Linked DNA regions of Mus musculus: region 1 is linked to region 2. A link is a contact called in public HiChIP or PLAC-seq data. All regions are on one chromosome and are shown on one strand. Each heading gives the region's core, a stretch centred on a gene start, on an enhancer-like site or on the middle of the called end of the contact. The rest is flanking DNA. Distances are from core to core; before and after follow the strand shown. Region 1 holds the start of Stox1 (storkhead box 1). Region 2 overlaps Stox1 (storkhead box 1).

Region 1 (3,126 bases), core at 619-3,118, 33 kb after region 2:
CATCCAATTCCCTCTCTGCAGTACACAGTATACTCACCCTTTGGAAGGAGTCAGGAGACAGGAGAATGTAACCACTAATTCAAACCAGAGAAGCCCAGGACGCAACTGAAAGCCCCTTTTTTCAAAATCCAGCCTGTCTGCAGAAGATTCCAACTTTGGGTACCTGGCTCCCTGTTTCAGAACCCGGAAACCATTCTTTTGACATTCCTGCATGGGAAAGGAGATGAGACCCTATCTATGTAGTCTGGCAACCATCTCTCTTCTTGTTTTTTGTTTGTTTGTTTCTTTGTTGTTTTTTGTTTTGTTTTGTTTTGTTTGTTTTTTGAGACAGGGTTTCTCTGTATAGCCCTGGCTGTCCTGGAACTCACTTTGTAAACCAGGCTGGCCTCAAACTCAGAAATCTGCCTGCCTCTGCCTCCCAAGTGCCGGGATAAAAGGTGTGCGCCACCATGCCGGGCTCCATCTCTCTTCTTAATCAAAGAAATATGGGGACAGGCTGGGGGTGGGTGGTTGCAGATGGCATGAAGTTTAGAGGCCTTCCCAGGTTCAGGCCAGAGGAGGTCACTATTCCTGGACAAGACCACACACAGCATCAGGTGTCTCCCGTTGCCCTGACCCTTACCCCAGGGAGTAAAACAAATTTGTTTTGCTGGTGCTTCTCTGGGGATGGGGGAAGGAGGAGGAGGAGGAGGAGGAGGAGGAGGAGGAGGAGGAGGAGGAGGAGGAGGAGGAGGAGGAGAACCAGACTATGATGGAGAGGTTCCTTGAAACAACTGGCTTCTTGTCACCACCAAACCATCGAATGGTCCCACAGCCCCCACAGACAGAATGAGGACAGAACCAGCTGTTACTGGGAGCTGACACAGTTGCCAGAGGTTAGTGGCCTGTGTCAGTAACCACCCCACTGGTGCAGCGGTTCAGTTTCTCAACCGAGAAACAAATGGGTTAGTCCGAAAAGACTGGGAGGTGGAACTTTCTCTGTTTGGTGAATGATGTGTGATGTGTCTACAGCACCATCTGTTTCTTTTCCCCACCAGTTAAGGACGATCCCGCCCCCCCCCCAAAAAACTTCTGAAAGTTGAGCGACCTAAGACCACTCCTCCATCCAAGACAAGCAGGACAGGAACACCAGGTACTGGGAAGGGAAGGGGAGTTGAGGGGAGGGGAGCTGAGGGGAGGGGAGGGGAGGGAAAGAAAAGGGGAAAAAAAGGAAAGGAAAAAGGAAAGGATGGCAAAGTTAAGGAAAGGGGAAGGGAAAGGAATGGAGAAAGAAAAGAAAAGGAAAGACGGACGGAAAAAGGAAAGGGAAGGAAAAGATAGGAAAAAGGAAAGGAAAGACGGAAGGAAAAAGAAAGGGAAGCTAAGAAGGAAGGAAGGAAGGAAGGAAGGAAGGAAGGAAGGAAGGAAGGAGCAATCGGATCCTCTTTCGGACCCGAGCCTCACTTTTCCTAAAGTGCCCCCTCCCCTAACACCAGGAACCCGCGCGCTCCCGGGACCTGTTGCTATGACCCCGGGCGCTGGCGACCTCCGCCCCACACTCACCCACCGCGGTGATGCGGAAGCCTCGGGGCGGCCGCAGGGCTCGGCGACGCCACGCATCCCGCAGCACCTGCACACAGGGCTGGGGCGCGCGCACCAGCAGCACCCCGCGCCGCAGCCAGCCGAGAAAGGCCAGCCGCGAGGCGGCGCGCGCCAGCCGTGCGTTCCAGAAGCAGCGCGCGTTGGCGCGGCGGAAGGCGCGGAAGAGCGCGCGACCGCCCGGCTCCCCCGCCGCCTGCCCGGCCTCCCGCGGGCTCAGCACCAACGCCAGCGAACCCGGTGCCAGCTGCACGGGCCGCGCCATGCCGCCCGCTCGCGGGACTCGAGATCACTGAGCCCACCTCGGCTGCCCCGGGAGCCCTCTGAGGGGGGCGGGGCCGGGGTGGGGCGGGGCTTTCTAGGGCGTCGCTGTCACTCCCGGTTCCCACAGCAACCAGAAGAGCCGGTGGCATCGCCCACCCGCAGTGCCCGGAGGACCCAGGTCGCGCGTGGGAGGTGACCCAGGTTTGAGCCTCTGCTCCGTTCCTGACCTCTCAGGCTAGTTCTCTGGCGTCTCTGGGTTTGGACCTGGCCAGGTTCCTCATCTCGCAGCAGAGGACTCTGAGGACCCTCTCATCCATGGTTTTCTGAAGTTCCAGGGTCTGTCTCCTCCCCTAGTGTATCCCCTTCTTTTGAGAATTTTGAGGAAAGCAGGGTTAGCGAGCGAGAGGCGGTAGCAAAAGCCTGGGGCCCCACCCTGGTTAGGGCCTGGGGATTCTGACGCTGCACTCGATCATGCCCCAAGAACCCCAAAGGAAAGGCCGAGATCTGCCCCTGCAGACTATGGCCGGCGTCGCAGAGCGATAAGGACAAACAGGCTGGGCCGGAATTGAGGCCCTGGGTCCCTGAGGATAAAGATCTATTGGAATAAGGAAACCGGGCAGGATAGACATTAGACTTAACTATGAACTCAATACTATAAAGAGCAAGGTGCTTCGGCAAGACCTGAGGGGTCATTTCAGACTTACCATCCATAATATCGATATAATAATCAGGGGTGGGCACAGAGAGAGACAGGGTCAACATATGTCTCCCAGGCTGGTCTCAAACTCATGTTCCTCTTGCTTGTGCAACCGTTTTTATTTTTAACTACACCACCTTTATAACTACCATAATGAGATAATCCATACCCCTATCCATCAATCACAGATGTTATTAATAACAATAGCCCAGTTTCACAACTCTCTGTTAAATTAACTATTGTAGATTGATATCTCTAATCCCCAAATCCCAGATGCTCTAAGAATTTTTTTTTAAGTACTACTGTGGTTTCACACGCAAAAAACATCACACTTGACTTCAGGATGTGTGTAAAAGGGGTGGCTATGAGTTGAGTGAATTGTGTGGGACCCATCTCCAACTTGGCTCCTCAAGTAGATCCAAGTGTGCCAGCATCTGAAAAAAATGGGCTATCTGTCCCCAAGCATCTTGGAGACAATTGTATCAATAGCATGCATGTGTGCCACCCTGCCTGCCTGTGAATGGCCATGCCTAAGTGCTGGGGTGTGTATGTGTGTGTACCATGGTACCGACCTAAGAGCTTCCAGG
Region 2 (3,273 bases), core at 45-2,544:
ACTGCATCCTATGGATCCGCCCTCCTCCTCTCAGATGGCTTTAGCTTCTGTCAAGTTGACATAGAACTATCCAGAACAGTTCTACTACCGGCTTTTATTTTTCTTTTAAGATTTATTTAGCTGGGTGGTGGTGGCGCACGCCTTTAATCCCAGCACTTAGGAGGCAGAGGCAGGCGGATTTCTGAGTTAGAGGCCAGCCTGGTCTACCAGAGTGAGTTCCAGGACAGCCAGGGCTATACAGAGAAACCCTGTCTTGAAAAAAAACCAAAAACAAACAAACAAAAGATTTATTTTATGTGAGTACACTGTAGCTGTCTTCAGACACACCAGAAGAGGGCACTGGATCCCATTACAGATGGTTGTGAGCCTCCATGTGGTGGCTGGGAATTGAACTTAGTACCTTTGGAAGAGCAGTCAGTGCTCTTAACCACTGAGCCATCTCTCTAGCTCTACTACAGGCTTTTAAAGTAGATCTATATAGCAAATGAGCTTTGCTCAAATGACCAGAATTGGAAGTCTTGGAGAGGGACGCTGATATCATGACAGTAGAATTAAAATTAACATTATCCTCCTGCCTCTGGAGTTTTGCAGGCACTAGCTGGGTGGGTGCCATTTAAGACAAACCCACAGCGAATTTGGTCCTAATATCTGCTCATCAGACTGGAACAGAGCAGCCCACGTGGGGGAGACAGACAGATCTCTGTAAATTCAAAGCTAGTCTGGTCTATAATAGGGAATTCAGGGCTACATCATGAGACCCTGGTACAAAAAAAAAAAAAAAAAAAAAAAAAAAAAAAAAAAACCAGAGAGGAGTGGTGTATTGTGGGAATCTAAATAGCAATCAACTGTGGAGAGCCCAAGGGATACGATTGTGTGCTACAGACAAAAGAGAATTTTGTGTTTCTTCAAGTTTAGACCACTCTGAATGCATCATCAGAAACCTGAGTTCCTAGAGGCTTGGAAAACTCAGCCAGAGAGAGAGAGAGAGAGAGAGAGAGAGAGAGAGAGAGAGAGAGAGAGAGAGAGAGAGAGAGAGAAAGAGAGAGAGAGAGAGAGAGAATTCCATTCGACTCTCTGAACCTTAAAGGCGTGTGTTTACACTGCCAAGGAGCAGGAGGCTCAGACCCATGTCTTAAGTCAAAAAGTTGGAGGCACCAGTGCTTCTCTGACCTCTAGAGAGATGTATTTACATTCCAAAACAGGTGGAGAAAGAAAGACTCCGGCGGAGCCTTCTCATCCAGTGTCCTGCCCACCCCTGTTGGGAAGGGAAGAAGCAGCGGCCATTGTCCTGCGTATGAGCTGAGAAGGTTTTTGTGGAACCGCCTCCAGCCTCCCACTGAAGAGTGGTTTATCCGTTCCTTACATTACCCTGTGGTATTTGTACAATAACTAACTTGGTTCCACTTTCAGAGAGTCAGTATTAGAAAGCTAGTAAAGAAAGTTAGTATTAGAAAGCTAGTAAAGAAAGTCTGGTGGAGGGCTCAGCGGCTAAGAGCACTGACTGCTCTTCGGAAGGTCCTGAGTTCAATTCCCGGCAACCACATGGTGGCTCACAACCATCCGTAATGAGATCTGGCGCCCTCTTCTGGTGTGTCTGAAGACAGCTACAGTGTACTTACATATAATAAATAAATAAATCTTTAAAAAAAAAAAAAAGTCTGGTGGAAACCCATTAAAACACACACAACCATTTAAACAAATCACCAATAAGCTGGGGCATTAGATGGTTTGGCAGGTGACTCGAGATGCTTGCCACCACAGAACCCACATGATAGAAAGAACGGACTACCACAAGTTGTCCTCTGACCTCCACATGTTCAAATGCCTTGGCAGGCACACTCTCCTCCCTTCAAAGTAAATAAACATAATTTAAACAATGTAAATATCGGGAAACTGTTCTATAGGTACATGCCAAAATGAAAGCATATTGGAAAAAGTTTAGAAGCCAGGTAACTTTCATGCTAAAGCATGGGGTGCTTTTAATCCCAGCACTCGGGAGACAGAGGCAGGGTAGCCTGGCCTATAGATTGAGTTCCAGGACAGCCAAGGCTACAGAGAAACTTTGTCTCTGCCTTGAAAAAACAAAATAAACCAACAAACAAAAACCTTGGTAAGAAGTTTAAGTGTGCCGGGCAGTGATGGCGCACGCCTTTAATCCCAGCACTCGGGAGGCAGAGGCAGGCAGATTTCTGAGTTCGAGGCCAGCCTGGTCTACAGAGTGAGTTCCAGGACAGCCAGGGCTACACAGAGAAACCCTGTCTCGAAAAACCAAAAAAAAAATTTAAGTGTGTGTTGCATACACTCTGCTCCACTCTGCCTGACAGGGCTTACTTCCTCTATCCAACCCTACCTATATGTATGTCTCTTTGCTGTAGCTGAGTAAGACCATAAGTACTTAAAGAGAGGGATTCATTTCAGGTCAGAGTCTCACCACCATTGGCTGGGGACAGAGCTGATGAAAATCCAAATTTATATCCACCCACAGGACTCTGCATTACCTCTACCAAACTACTCCACACCCAGACTTCCTGAGTTCTCCTCCAGGGTCTAACCCAGCCAGTACCCCTGACCTCTTCATCTAAGCCTTTCCCACAATCTACAAGATTTAACCTGGGTATCCCCAAGAGTTCTCCAATATAGCCTGGCCTTTTCAGCCTTGACTCCAGAAGAGTGAAGATTTGTGTGGGGATCCCCCGTACCTACTACAGGACACCTACAGCATCATATCTAAACTTCCCACTCATACACACCTTTCTACCCCCACCCTCCCAGCTTGGAAGAGGAAGCACATCCTGTATGCCAGCCCAGTCCCCTCTGTCAACCCGACTGCATTCTACCTAAGCCACTTCAACCCCTAGACCCACCCTGCTCCTTACAAACTTAAAACTAACAAAACTCCACATGCCCCGATAGATCCCTTTGCAGGAATACTAACAATACAAAAGATCAAGCCAGTATATCTCTCCCAAAGCTACCAGTCCTATAGAAATGTTTGCCAGTCAGAATGACCTAGATGGACTCCAGAATACAGACATTAGAAGAACAATCATGAACCTCCTTAAAGACTTCAAGACAGTTAAAGAAGACTCGAGAAGCAGCTCAATGAAATCAAGGGAAAAGACCTTAAAGAGTGAGGAGTGACACCAAGGCTAGGTGAGAACATCAAAGCCCAACCAGGACCTGAAAATCTTCCTCAGGACAGAGATAGATGCTGAAGGGGACTTGGGCTGAAATGAAGATGGAATTGAAAAACCCAAGAGCCCAACTAGAAAA

The links. HiChIP or PLAC-seq counts read pairs in DNA pulled down with a chosen protein or histone mark.
Region 1: a contact with region 2 is called in an H3K27ac HiChIP or PLAC-seq map of embryonic stem cells, with 6 read pairs. The contact joins the promoter of Stox1 here to the enhancer-like site in region 2. A contact is called at or near these places in 4 of 39 promoter capture datasets (3T3-L1-derived adipocytes, embryonic stem cells, macrophages and 1 more), 8 of 484 Hi-C or Micro-C datasets (the C2C12 cell line, the G1E-ER4 cell line, the HL-1 cell line and 2 more), 9 of 115 datasets of contacts at active chromatin or transcription factors (the SCID.adh cell line, embryonic fibroblasts, embryonic stem cells and 3 more) and 4 of 9 other capture datasets (adipose tissue, embryonic stem cells, liver and 1 more).

The regions. Positions count from the first base shown.
Region 1 is chr10:62,724,226-62,727,351 of GRCm38.p6, forward strand. It overlaps Stox1 (storkhead box 1), which reads right to left and starts at 1,869. Exons shown (of 4, transcript NM_001033260.2): 1 at 1,543-1,869. The coding sequence starts at 1,843.
Region 2 is chr10:62,691,712-62,694,984 of GRCm38.p6, forward strand. All of the region lies in intron 1 of Stox1 (storkhead box 1), which reads right to left. Among named protein-coding and RNA genes, the nearest start is that of Mir7215, 11 kb to the left of the region's middle. Within about 2 kb of position 1,295, at least 3 of the 459 cell types and tissues checked have an H3K27ac peak or open chromatin away from gene starts, as enhancers often do. A contact at or near this core is called in embryonic stem cells, where this site is marked.